2 separate regions of the Columba livia genome follow, and region 2 is linked to region 1. Evidence: chromatin contacts called from public Hi-C data. All regions are on one chromosome and are shown on one strand. The core of a region is the stretch at or near the end of the contact, and the rest is flanking DNA. Distances in the headings are between cores, read along the strand shown. Region 1 has its middle 23 kb from the start of MFSD1. Region 2 holds the start of IL12A (interleukin 12A).

What was found. Hi-C and Micro-C count contacts between places; a contact is called where the count stands out from the background.
Region 2: a contact with region 1 is called in a Hi-C map of crop, with 4 times the contacts expected there. The contact joins the promoter of IL12A here to the enhancer-like site in region 1. A contact is called at or near these places in 2 of 2 Hi-C or Micro-C datasets (crop and liver).

The regions. Positions count from the first base shown.
Region 1 is chr9:1,911,008-1,918,135 of bColLiv1.pat.W.v2, forward strand. No RefSeq gene overlaps it. Among named protein-coding and RNA genes, the nearest start is that of MFSD1, 23 kb to the left of the region's middle. Within about 2 kb of position 2,889, at least 1 of the 3 cell types and tissues checked has an H3K27ac peak away from gene starts, as active enhancers do.
Region 2 is chr9:2,108,098-2,115,225 of bColLiv1.pat.W.v2, forward strand. IL12A (interleukin 12A) reads left to right here and starts at 3,126. Exons shown (of 5, transcript XM_065073220.1): 1 at 3,126-3,402; 2 at 4,312-4,419; 3 at 4,551-4,592; 4 at 4,695-4,799; 5 at 5,560-6,255. The coding sequence starts at 3,190. The coding sequence ends at 5,727. It overlaps LOC110362360 (a long non-coding RNA gene), which reads right to left and starts at 2,932. Exons shown (of 6, transcript XR_010474576.1): 1 at 1-2,932.

The sequences.
Region 1 (7,128 bases), core at 1,639-4,138:
TAGCAGCAGAGGTGACCTATCTGTGTGTCTTGAAATTGTTTTGGGATGTTCAGGGCAATAGCAGACTGAGAATAGGAGAAGAAGGGCCTGTAGCCGTGCAGGAGGTGAGTCCACGGCTGTGTGTTTAGTATCCTAAACTTGCACCCACACTATGCAGCACATTGGCCCATCGTTGGGTTGGCCGTCTTTGTGTTGGGCCATTGTTGGCATATGACCATAATGGCCTTATCACAGAAACACTTAGGTTGGGATAGACCCTCGGGATCATGGAGTCCAACCATAACCCACCCCTGTCCCTGCCCCATGTCCCTGAGAACCTCATGTCCGTCTGTCCAGCCCTCCAGGGCTGGTGACTCCAGCACTGCCCTGGGCAGCCTGTTCCAATGCCCCACAGCCCTTTGGGTAAGAAACTGTTCCTACTTTGGTGTATCAGCAACTGTGACATTTCTATTCATATACAAGTTGTTTTAGAAGTGTCAGATGGAGAGTGCTACCCATAAATGTAAGGATTTTTTTTCCCCCCTTTATGTTAAATTGTCTTATTTCTTTCTCTTTTTTTCCTGCATTTTTTTATTCTCACTTTGCACAGGCTGCTGGTGTAAAGGGTTTATTCATGAGGTTAACCTAATTACTGTCTTCAGAAACAAAGCCTGTTTCTACAGTGAATATCCTTTTGATATCCATCATCTGAATATTGCCTAATAAAGTTAGCAAATGGCCTCCAAATGAACCAAAATGATTCAGTATCTCATCTAGCGAAGAATGTATTATGGTTTTACTGATCCTGACAGAAATGTTTAAAATTCTCAATGCATTGCTTTGCTGGTGGATTAACATGCTTTTTTTTTTTTCAGTCTTGAGATGAAAAACACCGTCTGGATTTAATGCAACACTTACAAAATTGCTGATGTGAGTCTCTGTTCAAGCTGTTTTCCATGCACGCTGGAGAGTTTACCAGGGACAACTGGAAAGTTCACTTTGAGCAGCTCCAATACTTGTAATCAGGAACTAAAATACATTCATGGAGTTGCAAGAGCAAAAGGCACCGGTTTCAGTGCCTTCGTAGATTTTCCTTGCGTGGAACAAAGGTGATAGACTTTTCATGTACGCAAAACTTGGAGCTGTGTATGGTCTGGGGAGATAATTAAGGAAGATCGATATATATGACTGATTGAGTTTTGACCCGAGTATACAGTTTCTGTCTGAATATTGCGATTGCCAAACCTTGGGCTGTGTGGAATTGTTCACGTTTATTCAGATTTCTCTGGCTTTTGGGTGAGTGTTGGTTTAAAAACCTGACATTAAAGCCCATTTCAGTCCTTCCTAGTGCTCGTCTCAAGACAGTCCTTGCTCTACTCCTTCATTTGTCTTTTCTTTCTGGGGAGAAACGGTGAAGACAAATCCAAACTCTTTTCCCCTAAAGATTATCGTTCTATTAAGCGAATTCTTGGACAACTGAATTCAGATTTCGCTTGCTTTCTCTGAAGCAGAAACCCAGCTAATCCTGTTAAAAAGAGCGTAACGAGCGGATTCCAGTGTTCTCGCTGCTGCCTACCTGCCTGGTTCCTGCAGGTATTAATTGTGGAGCCTGGGCTGGTCTTCATGTCCTTAATCTTCTGTCTCTGCTTAGACTGGAACTTTTATAAGTAATTTAACCTGATTATGATACATCTTTATTGGAAAATATTACTTTACAGAGCATTTCAGAGCGCACTTGACAAACTCCCTTGTTCCGTTGAGCGCAAAAAACCAGCGCTGAGCGACGACGACGCTCGATGCGTCCGAAGGGAAACTCATTATTTCAGTTACTTCTTAAATAGCTCTCTGCTTTGGAAAGAGCAGTTGAGTTAATGGTAGTTTGGCATCATTATGTATTAATGGGCTCCCTCTGATTTATTTTCCTGGCAGTTATCCACCCGCACGATGCATCACGCCCAACCGTTGTGTTTCCCCCGCTGTCGAGTGCTGGATCAGGACCTGGAGCCAACGTGGGACCAGAACAGCATCTCACGTCGTTTTTACTGGTGAGTTATGGGCTGTCGCACAGAATATCTGGACACACTTAATAACTTTCTGAGGACTGTAACAGACGTCGAGGTACGTGCTGTCACCAAGCTCCCGCTCGCCAGATGCTGTTACACTGTGCTGAGTTGCCTTTGGAGATATTTTTGTAATTACAAACTTCTCTTTTTTTTTTTCCCAAGCTCCAGAAGCGCTTAAATTAAAAAATTGATCCTGTGGAATTATATTGCTGAATATTAAAGTTGGTATTTATTTGCAAGAGTCACTTTGGGGTGCTTAATTTGTCCGCAGGAGCAAGGTTTTCTGCTCAGGCTGCAAAATGGTGCAATAAAAATCAGTGATTGATGTTTATTATCAGATTAAATGGTTTAGCTGTGGGGATCAAAGTTATAAATTACAGCCCTCCCCAAGCTGTGATTGGCCACCAGAGATCTTTCCAAGTGCCAGCGTTTTTTAATGAGATCGTATATTTTCAAGCCTCTAACAGTAGCAACTTTTGTAGTTTATTGAAACTGTGTTTAAAATAACAGCTTACCGGGTGTCAAAAATGTTGGGTATGTTTTCTATTTGCTTAGTCAAACATACCAGAGGAAAAAAAAGCATGAGTTAAAAGCGGGGATTTTGGTTGCCAAGCAAAGCCTGAGGGCTTCAGGAACACAAGGGATCCTCCGCCTCTGTGCTGGGTTAATTTTTGCTGCTTCTCGTGTTTGGTCATTGCACTATAAACATGGGACCTCAATGTGTAGCAAATGCAGATGCTCTTGGGCTCTGCAAACGGTGACCATAACCTGGTTAACTACGGAAGTTGAGTATTTCCATTCCCGAGTGTCGTGGAGAGAGCACAACGTTAGTGTCGTGTTGGTTGGATCAAAGTTTAATGATCAGGTTTGTCCCTCTTGGAGACTGGCCCTGGTGACACCAACTCTGCTCATCAAAGTCGAGGAAACCGGAGATTGCTCTAAATGGCAGAAAAATGCAAACGCCCCGATATTATTTGCTTATAGCCGAAGGGGCTTGGCCTAAATAGCAAAAGCATTATATTCAAATTATAGACATTTGATGAATACTGAAAGAATCTTCTTAGATTGTTCTATCTGAAAACTAGCAGTCAAAAAATAGCTAAAACTTAGTCTGCCATTAGAGAAGACTAAATTATATTTTGTTACTTGCTGTAGGAGATTTATAATTGGGGTAATATCTTTACAGTGGAAGCATTCATCTCAAGTACAGTATTGTAGCATCAAACACATGACATTGTCTTCCTGTCCCCAGGACATTTTTTGTTAGAAAATCATTTGTTTTACTCAAAGGAGGCCTTTTTTCTTGTTATATTAAGAAGTTGGGTCTGTTTTCCTTGTGGCTGCATTTACACTTGGGAGATTCTGATTAAGCAGTTTGGTTCAAAGGAGGTTGCGCTGTACGGTCATATTTGGGGGAGGGAATTGAGTTTCAAAGCAGGATCTTCCCTCCCATTCTTCTGCACCAGCACAGTGGATGCTCTTCCATGGGCATCAGGGAGAACATGGGGCTTTTTCAAAGGTGAGAAAAGATTCTTTCAAGTGATGTACAAGTATCGATCGACTGATTTGCAGCCGGTCGTACCAAGTGTTATTTCACTAGTTTTACCGATGCGGGAAGGACTTGCCCAAAGTTCCTCTCAGGCATGGGGGGGGGCCCATTTGTGCGTGCTGAACAATTGCTTTAGCATCGCTGGAAGGCCCTGAATTAATGAAATAACGCTTGCTGTAATTATGACACCTTCATACATGGAATGATTTGGTCCATTGTCAAGTCAAATTAGTCTTTTTTTTTTAATTATTATTATATTTTAAAGGCTAAACTGGGCAGAGGAACCTGCGATTGCCGCGGCGGGGGCAAAGCGGAGGTCTGGGGGGCTGTCGGGGGAGCTGACGCGGCCCTTGCTGCTGTAATTGCACCTTTACCTTGCAAGCCCTGGTGGAAAAATAATTAAATCCTATAAAAGCCTGTCTGATTTTGAGCCCCAAGGGTATCAATTAAATGTAATAATGGTAACTGCAGCTTTTAAGCAAATATGTACTTTTTTTTTTTAAAGAAATGAGATGAAGTCTTTTGCGCGGCACGGAGCTGAAGATTTTATTTCCATGTTCTTCCTGTGAAGTCTCAGGAGGAGCCGTTTATGCCCAAAAAACAGAGGCAGGAAGATATTCAGGGGTTTGTTTGGTGGTCCTGGAGGTACCAACATGCCCATGATTTGATGTCGCTTAGCTGGGATAAGCCGTATGTGGTAACCTTGCGATTCGTCATCTTGCATCTTTGGGAATAAGTCCCTACAGTTGGGTTTTTTTGTTCGGTTGTGGGTTGTTTGGTTTGGTTTTTTCCTCTAGTATCTCACATGCTTGTCCTGTAAGGGTTTCTGTATCTCGGGATATCTGCTTAAAGCCAGATGAGTGTGGATTCCACCCCGTTGCAGCGCGGATGCTCGTTGCTGGGCTGCAGCTCCGTGAAGCGCCGCAGGAGCAGCCGCGTACACCTCCTGCAAGGTTGCATCCGAGGGAAATAAACCACCCAAATTATCCTAATAAATTATAATAATTGTGCCTGGCAGCATGCGGTAATTTAAAATAGATTAATCTAACAGGCTTTAAATATGAATAAAAAATAAACATCTTCATGCATTGGGAATCTTATTCTACTTAATTCCGAATGAATATTAATTACCCCTCATAAACCCAATGCAAAAATCGATCTGCGTGGAGAAGCACAAGGTATTAAGTATACCAAATTGGACGGGGCCCAGATGAACGTTCTCCTCATCAATTAAAGTCGGATTACGCTGCCGCTCGACTCTGTCACCGGCTGCCTGGTGATGAGAAGTAGTATTTACATCAGGGGCTGTGCTGTTGTGGTTTATATTTGATTTTGTATCCCTGTTTCCCGGCAGGGTGGGATGGGTCGGGACCTCCCTGCTGTCCCGGTGAGGAAGGAAGAAGCCGCAGGTGACACTTGGCCACCGGAGGGGTGGCTGGTGCCGGTCACCAGCGTCCCCCCTACGCTGCGTCCTCCATCCCCCTGCGTGCCAACCCACAGAGCTGAGATCGGGAGTCTCATCTCCTGATTTCTGCAGAGGTGAATACAGGAAAAAAGCTTTCTCACCTGGCAAAATGACTCCTCGGGCCATGGTGACATACTGGGTAAAGCGAGGTGCCATCCCGGCTGGCAACGCGATGCTCCGGTGCCTTTTCTGTGCAGGGAGCAGGGATTTTAACCGGAGCAGAACTAAAAACCTGCTCGGTTTTGAGTTGGAACATATGGAAGATGGATGAGAGGGAACATCTGCACCATCTGCTGTAGGGGAGCTCGGTCCTTCATCCTCGCACCTTGCTGGGAAGCTGTTGTGTTTGGGTGATATCATTCCCTCCCATCATTGCCATTCTCCAAATGCCGAGTCTGTCTTTGGCAAAACGCTTTGCTGAGCAGCACCGGGAGCTCCTACATGGAAACATCCTCTGCTGCATTTTTCCGCATGTGTCGTGGGCAAATATATTTTGCATGTACATGTGTGTGCCAGGATCTTGGTTTTGGTGAACATACACAGTGTGCCAGGTGTAAAATGAGGATAACTGGGGTGTTTGGAGATGCAAGGGCACAGCGGGAGCTGCTGAGAGGCAGGAGGGGATGTTCCTGCGGGGAATCCCTGTGGAAAATGGGGTTTGTGTGTGGGAGAGCCCACGGCAGGTGCATCACGACCAGCCTGCTCCCAGGGACGTGGGGACGACGTCTTGCATCTTGGTTTAAATCGTAAAGCCCGGCAGAGTTAAGTGAAGGCCACTGACTGTAAAAGGTGACAGGGACATTTTAAGATGTATCGTAAAATAAAGTGTAGCCTGGGCAAAGCTTATGATGGGATCTGTTCAGGCTTTGGCCTCCATTTTAAAGCCACCTTGATCTTTTAACACAGAAGCGATTCGCTGTCGTTGTGCCGTGCCTGAGATGTGCAGATGCTGTGCGGACAAGTGTTCGGAGGCTGCTGGTGTCCTCAGGGTTTAAAGATAAAGAGGAGGGAGGAGGAAAGGAGAAGTATTTCTTGTGTCTTCCTGAGCCAGACCAGGACCTTGTTTCGGGTGTATATTGAGCTGCTCATGGATTATTTTGGTGATCTGGGAATCCAGAATGCTGCCAGTTTGGTCTGATACCCGAAATTCTGTGCCTGTCCGGTGCTGCAGGGAGATGGAGTGACACCGTGTATGCATTTCTTGTTATCCATGCCAACCTGGAGACCACTGGTCGTTATTTACAGTGCAGGGACGCGGTTTGGTGTCACGGGGACAGAAATCACTCCTGGGTGTTTTTGGGATGGCGGTGCAGGGGGGTGTAATGTGAGCAATCGCTGCCTGGTGTTTCAGCCCCTGCTTGGGTCAAACTGCGGTGACTGAGCAACACTTGAGATGCGATGGGCCGAGCTTTTGGGTTTATTTCGCAGGAAAAAGCGATTTGGCGCAGTCTGCAGTGGTTGAACGTGGCATTTACAGGGCGCCATCCCAAAAGCTGCGTGTAACCTGGGTTATGGTACTGGGAAAAATGTCAGCAGCAGCAATACACTCTAGCTGGGGTCTTTAAAAAGCATTTTTATGTAGATGCATTAGGACTGCAGAGAGATTGCTTGTTGGTCTTTGCTGCAAAGGGAACAAAGCGTTATGAGTTTGACCTGTTTGGAGAAGCGGTTCCTTCGCCTCGCTGCTGGGAAAGATTTAAATCCTCCTGCCGTATCGTATCGATCCTGAATAATTGCTTTAATAGCAGGCCCGGTGTAAACAGTGAGTAGGTTTCTGTCACTCAAATAAAGAAATTACATATATTTTTGCTGTGCAGGGGTTTATCGTGCAGGTCGCTGTTGTCTCCCCAGGATGAGGAACTCGGGCAGTACGGGCCCACGGCTCCCAGGAAAAGTGAATTGGGAAAAGATGGGGAGAGGGCAGAGGTTTGGGGAAAGAAATCCTTTAAGGCATCAGGGCAGTTACTTCTGTTAGATGGGAAGATAACGGGGTGTTGGTTATATTGTAGGCTGTAATTCCAACACAATGTCTCCTGGTTTCTCTTCGTCCAGGCTCCGTTAGTGACAGCGGG
Region 2 (7,128 bases), core at 1,876-4,375, 200 kb after region 1:
TTTGACTACAATACAGTCAAAATATAGTTTTAGAGCTGGACCCGGAACGGTTCTTTTTCTCTGGAGGTTAATTTCAGCAAGAGCAATTTATGGTTGAAATAAAGCCAGTGGAATTACATTTTCTGATGTAATATCATACATCTTCTAACAGTTTCTATAGACTATGGTATGTGATTACTGCACTGTGTCTTTAAATGTGTACATGATACATCCCAATCTTCATTACTTTAATAACAAATGCATCACTCCACCCATATAATCTTCATTTGCCCGATGAGATGGGTACCCAAGATCAAGACACCATATGCAATAAAAATGATTTGGATTTTTCTATTTCAAAAGAACTCACTTTTAAGTTTTGGACGCTGCTGACAAAGAAAATATTATTACATCTAACTTTGCAAAATAATATTCATATCTGGCAGTATGTATATAACCACTGAGGAACATCAAAGCCCAGTCCATGGATGTACAATTATTCCCATGCATAGTAATCATTGAGATGCTTCCTTCAGAGTCAAGACTGGTCAAATATAGGATGCTTTGAGATGAAAGAAATAGATGGACGAGGTTAGGAACGAAAAACAGATGCAACATCTGCCCGAAACAAACATATTAAGATTTTACTACTTCATTGCTAAGACCCAGCAGTTAACATCTTAGACTTTGCTTTGAGATAAATCTGAATTAAAAGTGCCTTACACAAAGGAGCAGAAACTCAATGTGTTGCTCATCCAAACCAGTACAACCACCACATTAATATCGTGTTCAGCATCTGCCCTGGGGACTCTCACCGCAGTACCTGTGGGATTGCTGCTCCAGGAGGATTCGGGTCTGCACAGTGTTTGTAAGTGCTGGAGCTTCAATGGGTCTCCAGATTTGTTGCCTCTGATCCTGCAAGAGCTGAACAAGGATCTTCAGCAGCCCAGTGTGGCAAGGACTTCAGTTTTATATACTACCAGGAAAATAAATGAGTGGTGAGCAAGGTATCATTCAGGCGTGGTTCTTTATAGATAAATGAGAAAAAAAAACTTCCTATTTATAAAACAGCAAACATTCAATTACTTCTTCTTCTAACAGGAAAAAGTGCACTCACCAGCATTAGGACATATTCCATTTTAGCAGGAAATTAAACCCACCCCGTGTTTCAGTAATACATCATTCAACTGTTGGGCTGAGGGAGCTTTGGCCAAGAAAGCCTTTCTGCTTTGGAAACACGGGTGCAACAACTCCTTGCAAATCATCTGCGAGCCATATACCATAAAAGAGAGAAATGACGTGAAGAAAGCAAAATATATCTCAAGATTTTGCATAAAAGGGAATCAGAAGTGTCCTACTTGCATGGCTGTCCTACTTGCGTAGCCTGTATTTTACAAGTGGGGGCTGATGGGGGCCCTTTGAGCTATATTTTCCTCCTTTAGGACAAAGAACCTGAACTAATGCCCCGGTACATGCCTAAGAGCAGCACAGGAATGCCACAAACCAGAAGCTGTTGTCTGAATTGTGCATCATTGTCCTACCTGAAGAGAAACCTCATGCCCTGCTGCTGCTGACAATGTTGTGACTGAGTGTTGGGCAAAGAAACCTGGAAAGCCAAACTGGTGCCTTTTCAAGAGCACGCGCGCAAGCGTACACTGAAGGTCTCTCTCACTTCTGTGTCAGAAAATAAGAATCTCCTACACAAGATTAAAACCACAGCCCACAGCTTAACGAGTAGTGCAGAAATGGAAAACACACAGTGAAGTGGGAAAATTATGCAGCGCTGGTATTCTAGCAAAGCAAGTCTCTAGACACACCACAACCTTCTTATGGGAAACAAGGTGTCTATTAAAATAAAAAGAATCTGAAAATGCAATATAAAACTCTTGATTCATCCTGGTCCCTTTCAAGCCGATAGCAAAACTCCCATTGACTTCACAGCAGAGCAGACAAAAAGTTCTCTACAGCCTGCTGGTCAGGCTAAGAATGGCCATGTGCAATATGAACTAATATTGACATATTTGGGGATTATACCAAGTATATCAGCAAAAAGCAAGTTTCCAGACAGGTTTTCAAGAATATTCATTAATGACATCTCAACATTATAGAATCACAGAACAGTTTGGGTTGGAGGGACGTTCCCAGCTCCCCCAGTGCCCCCCCTGCCATGAGCAGGGACATCTTCACCAGCTCAGGTTGCTCAGAGCCCCGTCCAGCCTGGCCTGGGATGTCTCCAGGGATGGTTCATCCACCACCTCTCTGGCCACCCTGGGCCAGGCTCTCACCACCCTCAGGGCCAACAATTCCTTCCTCATGTCCAGCCTGAATCTCCCCTATTTTAGTTTAAAACCATCACCCCTCTTTTCTTTGGTCTTCACCCATGCTCAAAGCTCAAATTTGGGTCAGGATCATAGAATAATTTCAGTTGGAAGAGACCCTCAGGATCACCAGGTCCAACCATAACCTAGCACTAAACCTTGTCCCTAAGAACCTCACCTAAATGTCTTTTAAACCCCTCCAGGGATGGTGACTCCACCACTGCCCTGGGCAGCCTGTTCCAATGCCTGATGATGCTGTCCATAAAGAATTTTTTCCTGATACCCAATCTAAGCCTTCCCTGGTGCAACTTAAGGCTACTTCTTCTTGTCCTATCACTTGCTGCTTGCGAGACCAACACCCTCCATGCTACAACCTCCTTTATAGGTAGTTGTAGAGAGCAATAAGGTTTCCCCTATGGAGTAACAACAAGAAGAAGGATGGATGTCCTCATAAGACACTGAACTTGGAACAGGGAGACGAAATTATAGGTTTTGACAATAAAAAATGGAAATGGAAAAAGCTTATCTATGCACCATACACATTGAAAAGCTTAATCGTGTGTCATGCACACACTTTAAGTCATTCTTACCTTTTCTATAAGCTCAGTGCAAGGGAATGCTCCTGAACACGGGACTTCCAGCCCCCACAAGCGCCACAGCTGCCCCGCAGCATCCCCCGGAGCAGGAGCGCGGGGCCAGCGCCCCCTCCCCCGGCCCCCTGTCCCCGTCCCCGCTCCCCGCCCGCGGTGCCGGGATTCCCGGCTGCCCCCGGCCCGGCTCCCCGAGCGGCTACTGGAACGGAAAGGAGAGGAGGGGGAAATCCCGCTGCCGCCGCCCCTATAAGAGCCGCCGCGGCCCCGCCGGTCCCTGCAGCGTTCCCCGGGCAGCAGCGATGGCACAGCGCGGTGACAGCGACACCGGCGGGCGGGCAGCGCCCCCTAGCGCCGCAACCCTGCCCTGGGCGCTGCTGCCCGCGCTCTGCCTGGCCCTGGCCTTGTCACCTCCCGTCCGGGCGATGCCGCCGCCGTCCTCCCCCCTCGCCGAGAGGATGAACCGCTCCCGGGAACTGCTGGCGGCCGCCAGCGCCTCCATCCACCAGCTGAAGGTGTGCGGGTGAGGGGGCTGGGGCGGCGGGGATGGGGCAGGGAGGGTACCCAGGAGGATGGTGATGGTAGCTGCAGGTACCCAGACAGGCGCATGTTCTCTGCAGACCCGCTTTAAGCCTCAGTAACTGGTCTTTGTTTTCACGCCTCCCTTGACCAGCCCTTTGGGCTGGGGTTTTGCTCAGTTGTCTCTCTCAACCCGTGCTCACTCACCCTCACAGAAACACACTCACCATTAGCAGCACCAGCGGATTTGAACGCTCTCAGTTTTGAACAAGCTCTTTCTCTGAGGCCCCTGCAGAGCTGGCTCAGAAAGCACTTGCTCCTGACTCTTTGGGTTGGTGCTGTAGCATTTTCCACACTGAAGCTCTCTGGCAGCAGTGTCAAGGGGATTTTGGTTTTGCTAAAATTCCCTGCTATTGTTACAAGCTTTATCTCAGATAACCACAAAAAAACCCCGGCACTGCATAGGTGCGTTGTTCTGCACTTGCAGTGGGCCAGCGAGCACTGTTAAATGTCTGTGCAGATGGTATCAGTAATTTTTCACTTTCTGTGAGTTACTTTACATTTGCAACTATAGCGACGTAAAGTTCTCAATAGATTTGAGGTCTGAGAGAATAATTTAAAGTAATGGAGGCAGCGCAATTCACAGCAGCATATAAAACAAATCTGTGCCAAGCCTGAGCTTATTCCCATTAAACACAACTGCCTCATGCACTTCAGTCTCTCAGTCTATTTGCTCCCTTTCATGTTTAACCATAATCCTCACACAGCCTCACTCCTAGGATTCCGCTAAGTGCAGACAGCTGTGATGCATCACATATAATTGTGTGTACTTACAGATATATATATATATATACGGTATCACAAGGCTGAGTCAACAACCCTTTTCTATTCCCTTTCCAACACAGGAGCTCGGCACGCTGGGATTTGAATGTACCCTTGAAGAGGTCGATCTAGAAGATATCACTAAGGATAAGATCAACACCATAAAATCTTGTATATCTCAGGATCCAGAGGTAAAATATATATATATATATATATATATATATATGTGTGTATCAAGTTTCAGCATCATATTTTCATGTAACAGCCGTATAATTCACACTTCCACAAAATCACTATGTCTCATTTCTTCTTTAATTTGCAGACTGGAAACTGTCCAGCACTGGAAAGATCTACTTTTGATACGGTAAATTGCAAGTTTCCCAAAATAACCCCTTCTTTTGCTTGTTGTATGTTGAAAGCACTTACAACAGAGTCATGCATTTCCTAATAACTCTGGATTTTGCAGAGTAAATGCCTGCAGGGCATCTATGAGGATCTGAATGCCTACAGGGCAGAGCTGAGGAACTTGGGTGATCAAAAGGTTCTGACAGCTATTGATGAGATGATGACAGTAAGTATTTCTGTCTCCTTCCTTTCTACTATTTCTGTCTTAAATCAGAGCTATTAATTCATTTTGTAACCAGGCAAATAGTGACCTTTCTTCAATCTGGTAATTTTTACTGTCCCTGTTTTTCCTAGAAGGGACTTGATCCTTATGAATTATGTGTCTTACTTCATATTTCTCTTCCAAATACTGAAATAGAATACACCTGGTTTACTGAGTACAACATAGGGTGTACTGAACTTTGATAAATTAGTGAGAGGAGGGAACAAATGTTAAAAGCTTGTTTGTTTGTTTAACAAAAGCTAATTAAAAAAAAACCAACATTAATTCCCTTTGTATTGACAGAGCATCTCCCAACAGCCCGGAGATTCTAGTCTAGCCTGGGGCAGGCAAGCCCAGTCTAAGGGGTTGTTAGACTAGGCTGGACATAGGCTTATTATTAAAAGAGGCTCTTTATTCTTGGGCAGAAAGAGCCTTTGTGCATGAATGGGCATTTTTGTCCTGAGGAAAGTGCAGCTGCGCATCCAAAGTCTATTCATTATATCACTAAACATTCCCAATTTTATCCTAAGTCTATTAATTATATCATTAAATACTTCAAATTTTTCAGTTATAAGAATACATCCTGATTTCTAAGTCTTGTCATTTATCCCTCAGGGGGGCGAAAAAAACCTAAAGAGGTTTATTTGTTGTAGCCAATCTAAAGAGGTTTGTTGTTGTTGTAGCCACTTTGAGGTGGTGGTTTGATGCTCCTACCTCTCCCCAGGCGCTAAACCCCAGCGGCAGAAGCGCGGTCCAACCCCTGCCCGGTGCGGTCCCCACGTCCTTCCAGGAGAGGATGCGGCTCTGCAGCATCCTCCACGCCTTCCGAATCCGCACCATCACCATCGGCAGGATGATGAGCTACCTGACCTCGCCGGAGAGCTCCCTCTAAGTGCCCGGCCCTCCAGCACTTGGGGTATAGATTTGACCTAAAGCAATTTTTGGAGAAAAAAACAGTAGAGTCAATACCCCGCAAGGTGGTTGGGGGCTTTTTAGGAACCGAGCGCATAATACTTCACAGTTTCTTACAAATCAGGTCTTAGTGAGCTGTTGTCAGTGTGTTTTAAGCTGTCATGATACACTTCTAGATCTCTAGAAAATAAGCTACGTTGCGGTACCAAAATGTTCTCAAACCGCCAAACACTCAACTGTGTCTTACCCACCTTATTTATTCAGCTGTAATTTTCAGAAATTGAAACATATTTATAATAATCGATTTATTTATGATGGTATGCCTTATTTATTCTATTTATTGCCTAATAAAGTTTGCATTAAAAAAAAATGGTGACTTTTTTTTCTTCCTTGAGATATTACATGAATCAATAATATAATGTCATATCCATCATACTTTTAAAATGCCGTGAATGTTGCTGGCAGGTAAAACTATATCATAGTAACATTCAGCACTGATATAATATTTTAAAATCCTGTTTCTTCCTTCTTCCTTACACCAACCGTCCTTCTTGTGGATCTTCTCCCCAACTGAGCACTCAGTGCAGCCCCCTGGGTTCCATCCTCATTTACACCCACCTCCCAGCCAGTTACATAGTTCCTGGGGTGAAATTCTCACCCCACCAAAATCAGTGGTTGAATTGAGTTTTTTCCAGCAAGGGAAGGATTTTTGCAGAGCTTTGCAGGATGGGAGGGATGCCGGGATGATTATCCTTCCAATTCCTGCCCGTGTCACCTATACCAGGTCCACCCTTGCAGTGACTTTGGCCACGTCCCCACCAGCTCCCACGTTGCACCCACCACCCCTTGTCTCCAACCCCTTGTTCTTCAGCTCTCTCCTCTTCCTCGGGTTCTCCCAGCTCTTTGGGGACCCCTCTTTGATGCCGAGAGGCTGATGTGACCCTCAGCCCTTCCAGATCCTGCCATCCTCATCCTCCTCCCCAAGCATTGGCGTTACCTGTACCCCACACCAGCCCTTAAAATGTAATTAAATGTATACATTCCCAGAGCTTTCCAGTGGAACCAGAGACGTGGTCCCCGCTCCCACAGACTCCCCCACAACATACACCGAGGTGTAGGGTAAGAGCAACCTCACACCTCGATGCTGTGATGTCCTTACGCAGCTGTTCCAATTCCTTCTGCCTGCAAACTAAAGCCCACAGAAATACAATACGTCTTTTTTAAAAGCTTCTTGATTTTGATTTAAAGAACTTGAGAGCTGAAGACCTTCCCATATTTTTTTCACCATCTGCTATGCTATCCAATTACCCTCATCATTGCAAATAAGCAGCTTATTTCCAGCTTAGATTTACTGATTTCTGAGTCTGACCAGAAGGTCCAT